Regions from separate parts of the Mus musculus genome. Here region 1 is linked to region 2. A link is a contact called in public HiChIP or PLAC-seq data. All regions are on one chromosome and are shown on one strand. Each heading gives the region's core, a stretch centred on a gene start, on an enhancer-like site or on the middle of the called end of the contact. The rest is flanking DNA. Distances are from core to core; before and after follow the strand shown. Region 1 has its middle 26 kb from the start of F830010H11Rik. Region 2 has its middle 61 kb from the start of Gm35280.

Region 1 (5,161 bases), core at 1,272-3,771, 300 kb before region 2:
TATAGTATATTTGGGGTAGAAATTATTCATATGTCCATACACATGGGTGGTTAAGGGGTCTGCCTTGTCATAAACCAGTCTGGTTACTGGTTTGTCTATAAAATGATGCAATGCATTTAGAATATTTTTTCCTAAGGGTTCTTTCAGAGAATTAAACTGTGATTCATATGGTGTAATTTATATTTTTCCCACTCCGAATTAAAGAAAATGCTACATTTGATTAAGCTTAAAGCATTTCTGAGCCCCACAGATGTTGACTGCAAAATCATGTCACAATATTTACTTCATTTTGATGCTATGGATTATGAAGCCAGTGAATAGGAAGTTCCATTCAACCATCAAAGCTAAATTATATCTTTAGTACTTTCAGTTATATAACTTTAAAAATCCTGTTTTGACTAACACTTCTTTCTTTCTTTCTTTCTTTCTTTCTTTCTTTCTTTCTTTCTTTCTTTCTTTCTTTCTTTCTTTCAGACAGGGTTTCTCTGTATAGCCCTGGCTGTCCTGGAACTCACTCTGTAGACCAGGCTGGCCTCGAACTCAGAAATCTGCCTGCCTCTGTCTCCCGAGTGCTGGGATTAAAGGTGTGCGCCACTACGCCAGGCTTACATTTTTTTTAAATTCCCAAAATATCTAGTTGGGCAAGTCTGAGTCACAAAGCTCATTTGCAAAGAATCCAACGAGAGAGAGAGAGAGAGAGAGAGAGAGAGAGAGAGAGAGAAAGAGAGAGAGAGAGAATGAGTTTCCCCCAAAAGTAGATCCTGAACCCAAGGCCTTAAACATACTAGGCAAATAGGCAAATAAACTAAACTTCCATGGAGCGACATCCACCACTACCACCACCCTTTCTTTTTTTATTATTATTATTTTTTTATTAGGTATTTATTTCATTTACATTTCCAATGCTATCCCAAAAGTCCCCCATACCCTCCCCCCAACTCCCCCACCCACCCACTCTCACTTCTTGGCCCTGGCATTCCCCTGTACTGAGGCATATAAAGTTTGCGCGACCAATGGGCCTCTCTTTCCACTAATGGCTGACTAGGCCATCTTCTGATACATATGCAGCTAGAGACACGAGTTCCGGGGGGTACTGGTTAGTTCATATTTTTGTTCCACCTATAGGATTGCAGATCCCTTTAGCTCCTTGGCTACTTTCTCTAGCTCCTCCATTGGGGGCCCTGTGATCCATCCAATAGCTGACTGTGAGCATCCACTTCTGTGTTTGCTAGGCCCCGGCATAGTCTCACAAGAGACAGCCATATCTGGGTTCTTTCAGCAAAATCTTGCTAGTGTATGCAATCACCCTTTCTTTTATTTTGAGATAAGATCTCACTTTAGTCAGTCAGGCTGGCCTTGAATTTGTCATTCTCCTGCTTTAGCCTTCCCAGGTAGCTGGGATTACAGGCATGTGCTCCTAGCTTGTAGAAGAATTTAACAAGGGAAAGAAGTAAGACTACTATGGGGGTGAGAGGAGTGCTGGGAAGGCAAGTATTGATCATACATAATTTTCTTTGAAAATTAGAAGAAATTTCAAATGTTGTTATGGATAAGTGTTAGGGTTGTTTGACTGAAACTGGATCTGTCTGCTGGAATCTTCATCCAAATATGTGTAGTATGAATCTTTAATGATGGTAGGAACATTTATGTGAACGAATTACTTCTAGAAATGAAAAGATACAAGCTAGGTAGGGGCACAAAGCACTCACTGGTTATAAAGGTATTTTATAGTGTATTGTGAGGAAACTTAACACTCATGGTTAAAACCATACAGTCTGATACAGTAGTAACTAGATAATATGAATGAAGGCAAAGAAGACATAGCTGAGAATGTGTGTGCTACCAGATCAGGGCCTAATGACAACACTGTGGCTCTGAATGCTGAGTACCCAGCATGGAGTGTCTGGATATGGAGCTCACAGGAAACTGAAGACCTCATCTTTGTTACTAAGCAGAAGTAGCAAGTTGCAAGTTCATTTTCTGTTCTTACATCCTCAATAAAAGCTCTTTTTTTTTTTAATAGCACTTGGTCCCATCTGTGGAAATTTTTTGCTTATAGTTTATCTGGCTATCTCTGGCTGTGAGTCTGTAGGAGAGAAGGTTTTGTTCTCTTCATTTACCTGGGGGTCTGTCAATGCCTCAGGTGCAGAAGGTGACAAGTGACCAATGGCCAGCTTCTCTCCTGTTCTTCAGCTGGCAGCAGTAAAGATGGTGGAGTGATAGCATACAGGAAGGGGCGGGGGAATCATGCTGACTTCGAATAGAGTTCTCCCCTCAGGCAGCTACCAGCAGCCAAGCAGTATATCTTTCATACACCCCTTTCCCCATCCAGACCTCCCTCTAGCCTCTGTATTGCCTGGTGATGCTCTTTGGTCCTTAGCCCCTGGGCAGCTGGCTTCCTGGCACCTGCCACTTACTCAGAATGCAAGTACAAAAGGCCTCTCATGGTTTGCCTCAGAATTTCAGAATCACTCAGGATCTCCTCAGGGAGATTAAGGTCATGACTCATACATACCAGTGATGAAAGAAAGGGAACTAATCTCAAGAAAGTTTTGTGAAGTGATGGAACCCTTCTTCAGTACTGGTGTGTACACATGCCATCTGCACGCACTTGCTTCCCCCATCGGAGAGGTCTGCCCAGCTCCCCCAGTCCCTCTCCTACTCCCTTAGATTGTCATCTCTGGTTTCTGTGGAGAAGCATGGCACCTCCCCTCCCAGCTCCAGGAATCAAAATCCTCAGGAAGAGAGCAATTCTGTTAATTGTTAATCACTGAGATGTCTCTCAACCTGTTTCTGTTATTTATTTGTTTGTTTGTTTGTTTGTTTGAGACAGGGTTACTCTAGCTCTGTAGACCAGGCTGGTCTTAAACTCCTGAAGATCTGACTACATCTGCCTCCCAAGTGCTGGGATTAGTGGCATGGACCACCACCTCCTAGCTTTTTTTCTTTGTTTCTTTCTTTGTTTCTTTCTTTGTTTTTTTGTTTCTTTCTTTGTTTCTTTCTTTCTTGCTTGCTTGCTTTCTTTCTTTCTTTCTTTCTTTCTTTCTTTCTTTCTTTCTTTCTTTCTTTCCTTCCTTCCTTCCTTCCTTCCTTCCTTCCTTCCTTCCTTCTTTCTTTCTTTCTTTCTTTCTTTCTTTCTTTCTTTCTGTTTTTCAAGAAAGGGTTTTTCTGTGTAGCTCTGGCTGTCCTGGAACTCACTCTGTAGACCAGGCTGGCCTCAAACTCAGAAATGCACCTGCCTCTGCCTCCCAGGTGCTGGGAATAAAGGCATGAGCCACCACTGCTCGGCTTTTTTTTTAATTATTTTATTTTATTTTATTTTATTTTATTTTATTTTATTTTATTTTATTTTATTGGTTTTTCGAGACAGGGTTTCTCTGTGTAGCCCTGGCTGTCCTGGAACTCACTCTGTAGACCAGACTGGCCTCGAACTCAGAAATCTGCCTGCCTCTGTCTCCCAAGTGCTGAGATTAAAGGCATGTGCCACCATTACCCGGAGCTTTTTTTTTTTTTAATTCTTTTATTTTTATTTATTTATTATTATTTATTTTTGAGATAGTTTCCTGGGTTTTTGTTTGCTGTTGTTTTTGAGACAGTTTTTTTCTACTCAGCCCCAGAAAGCCTTGAAGCCCCTCCTCCCTTAGACCTCTGAAAACTGAGATGACCAGTCTGTACCACTGCCCAGCCTGCCTGATATGTTTGGTTAGTTTTGTTGTTTTCATTGTTGTTGTTGGTGGTGGTAGTGGTGGTGGGTGAGTTTTGCTAGGGTTTTTGTTATTTTGAAGCAGAGTCTAGCTACATGGCAAGTCTTGTCTAATCTGGAGCTTTCTATAGAGACCAGAGTGGCCCCCAAACTCACAGAGCTACACCTGCCTTTGTGTAGAGATTAAAAGTTTGTACCCCCATACCTGTCCTTATTTAGTGACATCTTGAAGCTCCTTTTCCCTCTGCTTCTGCTGTATTGTTTATACAGAAGCCTGGAAAAGCAAAACATTTAGAAATCGGTTTGTAGTTTTCCTGGTAACTTAATTGAGTCAGAGTTCAAGTTAGTCTATGACGGTCCGAAAATATTCCCTTCTGCCTGGGATAAACACAAACGCTGAGATACAACATTAAAAACAGTGGTTCTCAACCTTCCTAATGCTGACATCCTTTAATACAGTTTCTCATGTTGTGGTCACCCTGACCATACAATTATTTTTGTTGTGGCCAGGTGTGGTGACTCACGCCTTTAATCCCTGCCCTGGGGAGCAGAGGCCAGCAGATCTTTGTGAGTTTGAGGCCAGTATGGTCCACAAAGTTCAGGATAGCCAGAGCTGTTACACAGAAAAACCCTGTCTTGGGAAAAATTAACTTTGTTGCTACTTCATAACTGTAATTTTGCTATTGTTATGAACTGTAATGTAAATATCTATGTTTTGTGATGATCTTAAACGACCCCTGCTAAAGGGTTGTTTCACCCCCAAAGGAGTCAGGTTGAGAACAGCTTATTTAGAAACTGTCAGGGCAGGGCTTTTCCACCTTGGTACTAATGACTTTTGAGGCAAAAGTTCTTTGAGGTGAAAACCTTTTCTGGACATTGTACAATGTTTAGCATTTCTTTGCCTAAGCCAGTGGATCTCAATCGGTAGCTCATGGCCTCCTTGGAGTAGAACAGACCCTTTCACAGGGGTCACATGTCAAATACTCTGCCTGTCAGATATGTACATTATGACTCACAAGTAGCAAAGTTACTTGTAGTCACCAAAACTGTGAGAGAATACACTCTTGTTTCAATCCACACAGTTTGTGGTACTGTTTTTGCTGTTGTTAGTTTATTTGGTTTTGGTTAGTTTTTTATTTGGTTAGTTTCTTTGCCTTTTTTTTTTTTTTTTTTTTTGACAAGATCTCAAAATTATGTAGTCCTGAATGACCTGGAATATGCTTGTGTAGACCAGGCTGGTTTTGAACTTGTAGCAATCCTGCTGCCTCTGCCTCCTGAGTGCTGAGGTTATAGGCATTCACTACCATTGACCAGACTGTGGTTCTTTGTTACAGCAAAATTAACCCACTGCTCATGTTCCTGTGGTTGACTGGGCTTTGCTGAGTTATTTTCAGTTCAAATACCTAACACAATGGTTTAGTCTAAAGTCTGGACTGGATGCTGAAGACTTGCATCATG
Region 2 (4,895 bases), core at 2,110-4,609:
TTGGCTGCAAGCACCTCTACCCACTGAGCCATGCTGCTGGTCCGATTAGAATTTTTAAAATGATATTTATTTATTTATTTTCTGTCATCATATGTTCCAAATCTTGCCATATATATCTATATATCTATATAGATATACACACACATACATACATATATGTGTGTGTGTGTGTGTGTATGTATATATATGTAGATGTACATGTGGAGAGTAGATGGCAAACAGTAGCTGACTTTGCCTCATAGCATGACAGATGATGACTGGATGGTTTCATTGCTAAACTTATTTTTGTTCCAATTCTTTTCTACAGACATTCATTGCTTTCATAACCATAAGTAGATATATTATATGTGCTATAAATATCATTACAGTGCTCTCTTGTTTCTGTTATTGTAGAAACATATTTTCTATAAAGCTTCTGTGCTGAGCTCAGGAGTTACTGTCCCTTTCTTGTCACATTTTCCAGACTGTATGGTTCCCCAGCACTGAGGTCTGCAGGCAGTGAGGCACCACATTGGGAACAGTGTCTATGTCCTCCCTTTGGTCATTCAAACCAGTGGTTCTCAACTGGTGAGTCGCTTAAGATATCAGAAAACACAGATATGTACAAAATGATTCATAACATTAGCAAAATTTCAGTTATGAAGTAACAACGTAAATACTTTCATGCTTGGGGTCAGCACAACATGAGGAACTGCACTCAATGGTCGAAGCATTAGGATGGTTGAGAACCACTGCTTTAAAGCCTTCTCTTGTAGTTTTCATACATAGTTGGGATTCAGATCATGCAGTTAGGATCTTATTCCGCCATGATGACTTTGCATTTCTGAGGAGGAAGGTCACTCTCTGGTTGACCTAAGAACAGACAGGAATGTCCCTCCAGCCTCATCTCTGCGTGTGGCCAGTCACATCTCTAAATGCAAAGTAGCAGCCTCTTGCCCTCCTTTAGGGAATGCCGCTGTGGCTTGTCAGTCAGGCTGTGTGGGTTTTTTTTTTTTTTTTTTTTTTTTTTTTCCGGTTTGCTTAAGATTCTCATTCTCAGTGTCAATTTAGTAATGTTGGTTGAGGATCCCAAGTTGCTGTGACACACACTGTGGGGATGGGTACTGGTACATACAAGAAAAATGCCTTTGTAGTAACATATTCCTAGGTAGGGAAAAACTGTAGAGGTGAATGTTGCTGGATAAACACAGAGTTGCACTGGAGGGAATGAGGGGGCGGGGCTTGTTCAGCAAAGCTGGGAAGGGTATGGAAATCTGTTGTTGCTTTGTTTTCCCAGAGCTTCCTCCTGAAAATCTAACCCTGGAAACTACCAGAAATAAACAAACCATGGCTTAAGTAATTCATTTCTATAATTGCTCTATTTTATTCATAGCTACTATAAGTTCTACATTAAAGATGATCACAGATCTGGGTGTATTTGAAAAACATGTTTTCATAGGGTTTGGAATTATTGGAGGTTTAAGGCATTTACTGGGGATCTTGGACATTTCTCCTGTTTACTGTAGCTAAGGAGGGGACTATTTATTATTGGGCAACTTTTCTGCCTCTTTAATCTGTGAGCGCTTCTTGTTTTATTGCAGTGTTACCCTGAGGAAAGCACAGAACCCTCTGCTTAGCAGCTGAAAGCTCAGCTTCATCAGCAGACAGAAGCCTTTCTCTGCTTTCAGTAAGGAGAGCAGTGCGCACGGGTAGCTTGACGTCAGCCATCCATTCTGTTGCCTTGCCTTTCGTTGTTCTTCAAAGAGTCTGTAACAGACAGCTTGTGTTTTATAGTTTCTGAACACTGTTTTCATTATAATTAAAACCACTTCTGTTGCTAAGTCATTGTGTACCAGGCAGGCCCTTCCCAAGTGGCACTTCTGACCCTCCAAAGGAACTTGTTTGTGTACAGAGCAGGGACTGAGCTCCGGCTGAGCTTGAAGTGCAGGGAATCTTCGGGTGGCTCCTGTCCAAACATTGCACAGCAGGGAACAGTTTGTCTCAGACACAGCTTACATTACTTACCATTGCTATTTGTTAACATTACAATTTCAAAAATTACTTTCATGGCATATCTTCCATGAACAATAAGGATTCAATGATTCAAAAGAAAAGATATAGAACATATAAGTACTTAAATATAAATGTACGTAAACCTCACATGATGACACACAATAACAACACACATGTGGATAGTGTCTTTGTTAGGATTTCTATTTCTGTGAAGAGAAACCATAACCAAGGCAACTCTTATAGAGGAAAACATTTAGTTGGGGGCTGGCTTACACGTTCAAAGGTTTAGTCCTTTATCATCATGGTGGCAGGCAGACATAGTGCTGGAGAGGTAGCTGAGAGATCTACATCTGGATCCACAGGCATAAGGAAGAGAGAGTGACATTGGGCTTGGATGGAGCTTCTGAAACCTCAAAGCCCACCCCCTGTAAAACCTTATTTCCACACCTCCAATAATGCCACTCCCTATGAATGTATGGGAGCCTTTTTCATTCAAACCACCACAGATAGATATACAACCAGATATGAAAGAACTGGGAAAAATGTACCTGTCGATGGATGATTCTCAAAAACCAGCCTCAAAAGAGAATTTTAGTGAGGAAAAAAAAATAAGCAAAAATAAAAAATAGCAAACTCATCTATTTTATTAGCCTACTTGCAGCTGGGATATTTTCCTTCAAAACTTTTCAAATTACAATGCAAGTATTAAAGTATTTGCATCACTTTCTACAGGTACATAGCAACCACCCTGACAGACTGAAGTTTAATTTTCACACCCCGAAGGACAAAATACTGCATTGCTATAAATGAATTTTGTCCTGAGGAGGGGAGGAGTCAAGATTGATCAGACTTATTTGAGTTTGTTCAGAGTTGTGCTACCCATGAGAAGAATGCTATCATGACAATAACACAGGCATGAGGAGGTGGCCAGTGGGTCAGCCCTAGCAGTGAGCACTCAGACAGCCACAGTAGATCAAGGGCTGGCCACATCGTCTATCAAGTGACACTGAAGGATGTCACGTGGCTTATATGGGACAAAATGCAAAAGGTAACATCATAATTTTTTTTTTCAAGACAGGGCTTCTCTGTATAGCCCTGGCTGTCCTGGAACTCACTCTGTAGACCAGGCTGGCCTCAGAAATCAGAAATCCACCTGCCTCTGCCTCCCAAGTGCTGGGATTAAAGGCATGTGCTATCACCACCACTGCTGGGCAAAAGCAGAGTTTTAACAGAAGCAAAGATAAGCAGTTAGCTGGAGGAAGTTTTTGCAGAAACAGGAAGTTTAACAGAAGCTAAGTTAGCTAAGGAGCTCCTGACCTTTGGTTCCTAGAATAGAGCTGAGTTGTTTTCTATGGGATTCTCCATCAAAAAGATCAGATTCTACTTAAGCCTGAAATGGCCTCAGCAAGAAAACAAGATGGAGGAACCACTCACTACACTGCATTGCCCCATCACATGGTGGTTCAAACTTAAGTCCTCATGCGTGCTAGGCAACTGCTTTATCCACAGAGTTCTCTGCAGCACTCAGGAAAATAGTTGGATCCTATCTTTAAAGGGCTGATGGGTTGAATTCTGGGAAGAGGGGCAACTGGTAGTCATATCTTGAAATTGTTGGAGACCGAGTTCGAGGAGACCATGGTGACCATTCTGAGAAAAGAGCCTTACTCATAACGTGCATAGGAGAGTCAAGTTGAGTGGGAGAAGCAAAGATGGCAGCGCACAAGCCTGGCCTTAAGTTTGTAATAATACTGCAAGATAGAATTGGCATTTGCTGTTGTTAAAGGCCAAGTGATGAATACTTTAGACATTGTGGGTGCATTCTCAACACTCAACTGTGAAAAAGAGAACAAATCAGAAAATGGGTGAAGAGCATGAGACTGGAGCATCAAGAGGAGGTTGGGGGACACTTGGGAGGCAACAGAACATGTGAGATGAAAGGGGAAGGGGCAGAAAGCAGGAGTAAGGAGATGGGGGTGGTAGTAGAAAGGGGATTCTGTCTGAATTGAGCATGAATGGACAGTTGTCTGTTATTACTTTCTCAATACTGCTTTTTACATAGCATTTACCTTGTGTTAGATAATAACAATAAAGGAAAATGGGCAAAGGGTATACACAGATATTTCACTGAAATAGATGCAAATAAATGCCTAGAGAACATGTTTGATATCACCAGCTGAAGCATTATATCAACTAGAAAGAGAGTTTATATACACGTGTCATAATGGCCAAAATAGTAACAACAGACACCCCAACCAACCAACAACCAACCGAACAGACAAACATGGTGGTGAGGACATGGAAAAAGAGACACTCTCAAACATTCCTCAAAGTAACATAAATGTCATACTTTCTCTGGAAAACACTGGCAACTCCCTATAAAACTAAACACGTGTTTACCATATGGTCACAAGTAATGCACTCTTGCTCTTTTTTCCCCCCAAGATAAAATGAAACTTATTTTTACACACACACACACACACACACACACATACACACACACACACACACACACACAAAACTTTATGTGAATTTTTAAAGCAGATTTAACTGTACTTGTCCCAAACTGCAAACAACACATAAATCTCTTATTGCATGTATAGCTAAACATACTATGATGCATACATTGTGTGGAATACTACTTAGCAATAAAAATGAGTAATCTAGTGATATATACAATTCAGATGGATCTCAAAAGGATTATTCTGAATAAGACCCACCCAGTCCCAGATGGTACCTCCCAGGTTGCTTCCATTGATAAAACCTTGAAAAGGTAAAATTACAGTTTGGACACTAATGATCCTCACGATTCCCAGAGGCCAAGGGCAAAGAGGAAGGTCACAGTGGCTGTAAAAGATTCATTGGAATGTTCTGTATCCTGGTTGAGGCAGTGGTCCCAGAGATCT

The links. HiChIP or PLAC-seq counts read pairs in DNA pulled down with a chosen protein or histone mark.
Region 1: an H3K4me3 HiChIP or PLAC-seq map of bone marrow-derived macrophages shows a contact between it and region 2, with 11 times the contacts expected there. The contact joins two enhancer-like sites. A contact is called at or near these places in 6 of 15 datasets of contacts at CTCF or cohesin (CD8 T cells, the NIH/3T3 cell line, embryonic stem cells and 3 more), 31 of 484 Hi-C or Micro-C datasets (the Ba/F3 cell line, the CH12 cell line, the G1E-ER4 cell line and 22 more), 20 of 115 datasets of contacts at active chromatin or transcription factors (the 230-238 cell line, DN3 thymocytes, the SCID.adh cell line and 14 more) and 1 of 9 other capture datasets (embryonic stem cells).

The regions. Positions count from the first base shown.
Region 1 is chr6:47,618,566-47,623,726 of GRCm38.p6, reverse strand. No RefSeq gene overlaps it. Among named protein-coding and RNA genes, the nearest start is that of F830010H11Rik, 26 kb to the right of the region's middle. Within about 2 kb of position 2,521, at least 46 of the 459 cell types and tissues checked have an H3K27ac peak or open chromatin away from gene starts, as enhancers often do. A contact at or near this core is called in bone marrow-derived macrophages, where this site is marked.
Region 2 is chr6:47,315,810-47,320,704 of GRCm38.p6, reverse strand. No RefSeq gene overlaps it. Among named protein-coding and RNA genes, the nearest start is that of Gm35280, 61 kb to the right of the region's middle. Within about 2 kb of position 3,359, at least 29 of the 459 cell types and tissues checked have an H3K27ac peak or open chromatin away from gene starts, as enhancers often do. A contact at or near this core is called in bone marrow-derived macrophages, where this site is marked.